Linked DNA regions of Mus musculus: region 2 is linked to region 1. Evidence: chromatin contacts called from public Hi-C data. All regions are on one chromosome and are shown on one strand. The core of a region is the stretch at or near the end of the contact, and the rest is flanking DNA. Distances in the headings are between cores, read along the strand shown.

Evidence for each region. A called contact is a pair of places that touch in the nucleus more often than the background predicts.
Region 2: a contact with region 1 is called in a Hi-C map of CD8 T cells, with 5 times the contacts expected there. The contact joins two enhancer-like sites. A contact is called at or near these places in 3 of 39 promoter capture datasets (the 3T3-L1 cell line, cranial neural crest and hippocampal neurons), 4 of 484 Hi-C or Micro-C datasets (CD8 T cells, the N1E-115 cell line, cortical neurons and 1 more) and 1 of 9 other capture datasets (embryonic stem cells).

Annotation. Positions count from the first base shown.
Region 1 is chr1:43,301,664-43,305,092 of GRCm38.p6, reverse strand. The region is part of intron 1 of LOC115487086 (a long non-coding RNA gene); the gene reads left to right. Among named protein-coding and RNA genes, the nearest start is that of Gm29040, 42 kb to the right of the region's middle. Within about 2 kb of position 2,127, at least 32 of the 459 cell types and tissues checked have an H3K27ac peak or open chromatin away from gene starts, as enhancers often do. A contact at or near this core is called in CD8 T cells, where this site is marked.
Region 2 is chr1:43,897,834-43,901,154 of GRCm38.p6, reverse strand. It overlaps the pseudogene Gm8241. Among named protein-coding and RNA genes, the nearest start is that of Tpp2, 34 kb to the left of the region's middle. Within about 2 kb of position 1,649, at least 35 of the 459 cell types and tissues checked have an H3K27ac peak or open chromatin away from gene starts, as enhancers often do. A contact at or near this core is called in CD8 T cells, where this site is marked.

The DNA of each region.
Region 1 (3,429 bases), core at 878-3,377:
AGATGATGAAGAGAAGTTGGCCTCCTGAGTTCTTTTTTCTTTTTCTGAAATTCAGAAACAGTTACAAACAGGATCTTGGACTTAGGGCCAGCAAAGGATGCCCGTGTGAAATACACTAATCTATGTATTGAGGGGAAATAAAAGGGTAATGTGTCAATGAAATGGTGTTCCCTGAACTAGGCTGAGCCCTGTGGTTCTGTTAGCGTTTCCAGGGCTGCTGTGACAAATTACCATCAAGTAGTAATTATGGTTTCAATGTGAGATCTCCCACATAGGCTCGGGTGTTTGAATATTTGGTCTCCAGCTGGTGGCACTGTTTTGGGAGGCTGTGGAGCCTTCCATTCTGTAGCCTAGGCAGCAGAATTGAGTCATTGACAGTGAGCTTTGTGTTGATATCTGATTCCAGTTTTAGCCCCAGATCTTGCTTCTGATCTGCCAAGGAGGGAGCAAGCTGTACTACAAGCCCCCACTGCCATGGACAGGCCCTGCTCTTGCCACTAGGCTCTCCCACCATTAGAGCCTTGATGTCACTTGAAACCATGAGCTGGAATAACAAACTTAGCCTGCTGAAGCCACTGCTGCCTGGAATTTTGTCACAACCTTGAGAAAAGTAATAAACACAGTGGCTTAAGATAACACAAATGTGCCTGTGTGTCTGTGGGTTAGAAGTTCCACAGAGGTATCATGGGGCTAAAGCCAAGGTCCAGGTAAAAGTGTGTCCCTTTCAGAGGAGAGAGAAGAATCTGTTGTCTATTTTTCCTGGGGACTGCCCATGGTCCTTGGCTTATGGATCTTCCTCCTCTTCAAAACCAGCAATGTTGGGTAGTATCCTGACATTGTCTCACTCTGACTCACTCCCAGTTTCCCTTTTCTACTCCCCCCCCCCCCCGAGACAGGGTTTCTCTGTGTAGCCTTGGCTGTCCTGGAACTCACTTTGTAGACCAGGCTGGCCGCAAACTCAGAATTCCACTGACTCTGCCTCCCAAGTGCTGGGATTAAAGGTGTGCACCACCACTGCCCGGCTTCCGTCTTCTAACTTTTAAGGACCTTGTGATGGCAAGCGAGGTAATCCCTCATAATCCTCTCATTTGAAGACCTATTGATTAGCAGCTGTCATGGCGTTTTGTCAGGTATTCTATTGCAGGTCCCTTGAAAATGAGTTGGCCTTCAAACCCCCAGCACCTCAGAATGCAGCCTTGTTTGGAAAGAGAATCATTTCATGGGGATCTTGTTGCTGTTTTGTTTGTTGGTTTGTCTGTTTGACAAGAAGAGGCTCATACTGGAGCAAATGACTCCTGAATCAATCAGGCTGGTGTCGTCAACACACTGCCATGGGAAGGTGCAGGCACCTGGGTGCATGCCATATGAAGACAGAAACAGACTGGAGCAATGCCTCTAAAAAGCCAGAGAACTTAGGAACTATAAGACATCAGAAAAAGAAAGAAAGGAACCCCTTACCCCTGTAGGTACTCTGACAGAAGCATAGTCCATCAACACTTTGAGGTCAGACAGAGAGCCTTTAGAACTGCAAGATGACAAGCTTGTTTGTTTGTTTGTTTGTTTGTTTGTTTAAGAGTCTAAGCTTGTGGTGCCTTCTTATAGCAGTACTAGGGGGTGGATAAGCTATTTGAGGTAATGGTGCCAGCTTCCAAGATGTGAATATGTCTTTAAACATGTATAACTTTATAACCATAGTGGCTGTTATCTTGACAGGACAGTAGAGGAATTCTATGCATTTGCTCCAGTCTTTATTTTTAAATATGGCTTATATGGCAAATAGCTTTCATGTATGGAGATAATATCTACCCTGGAATGAAAGAGGTTTTTTTGTTTTAATTTGAATTTTGTTGTAGTTACTCTCAGTGAAATAAAGAGTTGCCTCTCTGGGGGCAAAGCCCAAGTGATCTACTATCACCAGAAACCACTCCTCTGATCGTAACAAAATGACCCACTGGTGGGGTGGATGTCAGCTAGTCCCCTTGCGATGCCCTGTGGGACTTGAGACCTTGGAAACTGAAAGTGAGGGAACACTGGTTAGTTTTCAAGCATAGTGAATCTCAAACCGTGGACAGGTCTTGGCATAGAATCTGTGTCATAGATGAGTCAAGCAGGAAGTTGGCTAAGTGGAAGAGAGACTCCAGTGAGTCTCTGTCATTGAACGAGTTAGCATGGCCCAGGAGGACGACCTTGGCTTGCCTACTCTTGTCACCGCCTGCTCACCCCCTTCAGCCTCCAAGTAGAGCTCCTGAACGTCAAGCATCGATGTTATAGAGGATGTTAGAGGTACACCGTGAGGCCATGCCTTAGACTTACTGAGTGGAACACTCCAGCTGAGCCAGCATCTGTGTTTCTGTTAGCCTTTTGGGAAACACTGGCCTGTCTAGCACTGCATGATCCCCTTTGGTGGTCTTGGTGAGTGCAAATGGGAGTGTTTAGAGGGAGTCTGAAGTCAAGTATGAACTATAAGAGCAAGACCTTTGCCTGGCCATCGTGATTCCTCGGACTCATTCAGTGAAACGTGGCAGGGTCTCTGTGCTTTCCTAGACCATCACCCTCTACCCGCTTACTCCAGGGAAGAGCAGACCTTTTGCTGAGATTACATCACCATTTTAGTCTGCTCTGTGTTGCTGAAACAGACTCCTACTAGCTTAGTAATTAATAAAGGAAAACAATTACTGCTCGTAGTTCAGGAAGTGGGAAGTCTGGTGTGGGGGTAGAGGTGGGGCTTTATCTAGAGACAGTCTCTGTGCTTGCTTATTGCATGATGTAATATAATACCGAGCGATGTGAGGTGGGAGGCAGAGAGAGAAGTGAAGCAGCCAAACTCACACTTTCATTTTTTATTAATTAAAAATCTACTTATGCCCACCCAGAGATACTGGCATTGCCCATCCAGGAGGACAGATTTCTCAGGACTCCTTTCCTTCTCCGAGGTACCATCTCCTTGGTGGACACAACTGGGCTGCAGCAATCAGCTTCAGCATTTTTTGTCTGTTTGATGCTCCAATCACAAGGAGGCAGGCTTGGGCTTCCAGGCTCCACTATACCCTAGGGAAAGAAAGAGGTGGAAAGGAGGGGGAGGATGATTTCTGGGGCTGGAGCCTGACTTTGCCCCTAAGTAAAAGTGAGCTGAGAAATCTGCAGACAGGTTTAACCCTGTCCTCACACTTGGAGGGGGCCTGCTGCTTGTCTGCTGATCTTTCTCGGGAGACTGATGGACGTATGCATGCATGCGTAGGGTATTCATGCATGCATATGTGTGAGTGTGTGTGTGTGTGTGTGTGTGTGTGTACAAAAGCGATGGATGTTCTTGATGGAAGAGTGCAATGTTTCATACTTGTGGATAAAGTTGCCACTTGTAGGAAGTAAAAATGAAGTCTTCGGCAATCACTGAAAGGCAGCATAGTAGAGGAACAAGCAAATCCTGAG
Region 2 (3,321 bases), core at 400-2,899, 600 kb before region 1:
AGCCTTAAAGAATGGTGTACAGCGTACAGAAGGACAGCAGCCTTATCCTCAGCATCTGGACTCGTAAGTTAACAGGCTGGTAGAGCCACAGACACATTTAAATGGAAAAATAAAGAAGCACTGCTTAGTAAGATACTGAGAGTGAAGACTAGCAGTTCCCAGGGAGACACAAGAGGACACAGACACCAAGGGGAGGATGCTCTAAAGTGCTTGCGAAGGCTGGAAGACCGACTCTGAAATGCCTCCAGGGAGTTCCAACAAGGCGAAGAGGTGACACCGGTTAGTGACTCAGATGGAAAAGGACACAGCTTTTTAAAATAACAGTTGTTCAAATATTTTATCCCTCTTTTTTTTGGGGGGGGGGGGCAAGGTTCATTATAAAAACTTTTCAGCCGCTGAAATGACTGATTTGCGACTCCTGTTGATGTTCTAAGATCTTAACTGTGCAAATAGTTTTCAAAATGTCGAAGGACAAAGCACACGCCTGCATCAGGAATTTAAACAAATGCAGAGGTCTGTACTGGATCACGAAGCCAGGGTTCAGAATGCTTTTTATCCTGAGTTATGCTCTGTTGTTTCCTAATTCTCTGCTGATGGATTACAGAAATCAGAAAATTTCTGGGACCCTGAGGCTTCACTTCTTCATTTCATTACTATTACATAAATAAATAAATAAATAAATAAATACTATGCAGCCACCCTGAACGTTAGTAACTAAGATGTCAGGAATAAAGTCTCAAGATCTAAGAATCAGCAAGGGACCTGAGGGATCAGAATGGGACACTAAAGCGCCCTGCTGTAACTGTTCACCTGTCCCTGTTGTTGAATGAGGCGCAGACTGGGCCCCACACTCAGGCTGACAGCACCACACACAATCCCTCATCCTCATGATTCCCAGTTTCTGTTCCAAGAACAGTTGGATAATCAGGTACGTTCTGCACGAGGTGGTGGAGTTCAATCAGAAGCTAATTCAAGCCATAAAGCCATATACCAGATCTCTTTATCTTTTTATATAGATCTGAGTTCACTAAGAACAACATTTTAAATCTCAGAGCAGCTGCGTACAGCACAGCCATGCAAAGTGAGACCACTATGGAGAAAGGAAAAACCCAGAGGACTGCAAGGGTTTAGACAGGAAGACAAGAGCTCGTCTTCTTAGGCACGAGGAGAGATGTTATCCGGCAACCATTATGGGATAGGTATTTAAAAGTCATCCTTCAAGTCGGGGGTAACACAGATGGCTGCAGCTCAAAATAAGAATACCACAGTTCAGAGGGATCACAGGAGTCGAGTAACGAGCCTTCTCCCCTAAGGCTGCCATGAGTCCAGCTCCATCAACTCCATCAGCTCCTGTGGACCAGGCACGAGGAAGGCTTCTCTATGCAACATGAGTTTTCATACTTGTAGTTTTAAAATACTATTCAGAAATTTGGAGTCCAAGCAGAAACTGTAGGGATTCTGTCTCACACAGACCCAAGACGTCCCGCTGTGCCCCAAATGGATCCTACTTATTTCAAGTCAACTGCGCCCAGGGCAATGCCAGGAATTCAAGAAGAAAGGCAGTCGCAGATGCGGGATGTAACAAAGAGTGGAGTGAGAGGAGAAGCAGATTTACATGAGAAAGAAATCGGCTTGTGGAAGAGGACCCCCCTGCCTCTCCCACCACCCGTAGTGAGGACTGATGCAGGGACGAGTCTCATGCAGGGCCCCTCCTACTGCCCAACATGCCTGAGCTCAGGAAAGGCCCGAGCTGGCCTTTCCGTCTGTACGGGGTGACTGAGCGCACACTCCCGAGTAACCTACAATGCACCCTCTAAGAGCTTCTGTTCTGGTGTCGGGCCCCTCATTCCCAGGGACACAGCATTCCTTGCTGCTTGATACTAGCAACTATTTCTAGGGCACAGCAAAGACCTGGGATGAGCCTCAGGTTCTCCAGCTCCTGTGGCTGGCACTGCCTCTCTCTCTTAGCACTGGTTTGTCTCCCCCTGGTGGCTCAAGGGGAGTCTGTTTGCACTTGAGCTCCTTTGCAGTTTCCTCTGCCTCTATTTGATGCTTTTTAGGAGGGCTGTCTGAGCCTTCACAACGCTTTGAAGGCATCTTCACTGCCAGGTGCTACGCACTTGTCCGGGTGAAGCAGCACAGCCAACTTCCGGTAGACCTTATTAACTTCCTCCCTTGAGGCCCCAGGTCTGACTCCCAGCATCTCCCAGCTGACCTTAACTATTTCAGGTTCTGCGAATGGTGTCTGCTTGTTCTTTGGTGAAACTAGCACTGCTATTTGCCGTAGGATGCTTCCCGCCATTTTCACACAAGTCAACTATGGACATGTAAAAGGTCTGGAACATCTCTTTGATTCCCTCGCCAGTTTGTGCTGATGTTTCAAAGTACCTTTGCTTTCAGTCCAGAGACGCCCCTCACTTTCATCGATGCAGCAGTGTTTGGAGCAGTCAGTCGATCATGTTGGCACATACAACAAAGACAATGTTGTCCACGTTCCCGTGCGGCCCAAGCTCCTGCTTCTTTTCTGTCAGCCATGAATCAAGGGCATCAAATGCGTCTTTCTGCCCAACGTCATAGACCAGTATCACACCTTGTGTGTCCTTGTAACATTCATTTCGGACCTCAAAAAAGAAGGGGTATCCAGCCATGTCAAAGATGTTAACTTTGATTTCTCTGTCTCTGACTTGGACCTTTGGGACTCCATAGTCAATCCCAATGGTTGACAGGTACTTAGACACAAATCTCTTCTCACAGTAGCGCTTTATAATGCAGCTTTTCCCCACTTCTGCGTTGCCCATGGAGATGACTTTGATGAGGAGGGACTTGGCGGGCTCCTTCCGCTTGGCATCTTGGACTCCATCGCCCTCCTCTGCGGGGGGCCACAGGTTGTGGTGTCCTTATGCACCTCAGGCTCCTCGCCCAATGACGGAGCCGCTGCGCTGGTCACCACCCTGGCTTTCCGCACTAATCCCCAATGCTGCCTGGCTTCGACAGTCGCGGGCTGTTGGGAAGCGGTGAGCCGCGGAGGGCCTGTTGATGTTTTCTATGGATGGATGGATGACACGCTATCGGGGTTTCCTATGAATGACTGACAGGTTGTGGGCCTTTCCTGTGGATGATCAACAGACTGTGACTGTGTTCTATGGATGATTGACAGGCTGTGTGCATTTACTATAGATAACTGTCAGGATTTGGCCTTTTCCTGTGGATGACTAACAGGCTGTGAGAATTTACTTTTGACGACAGACAGGCTTTGGCTTTGTCCTGTTCATGTCTGACAGGCTGTGGCCTTGTTTTGAGGATGATTGCAGGGCGGTGGGC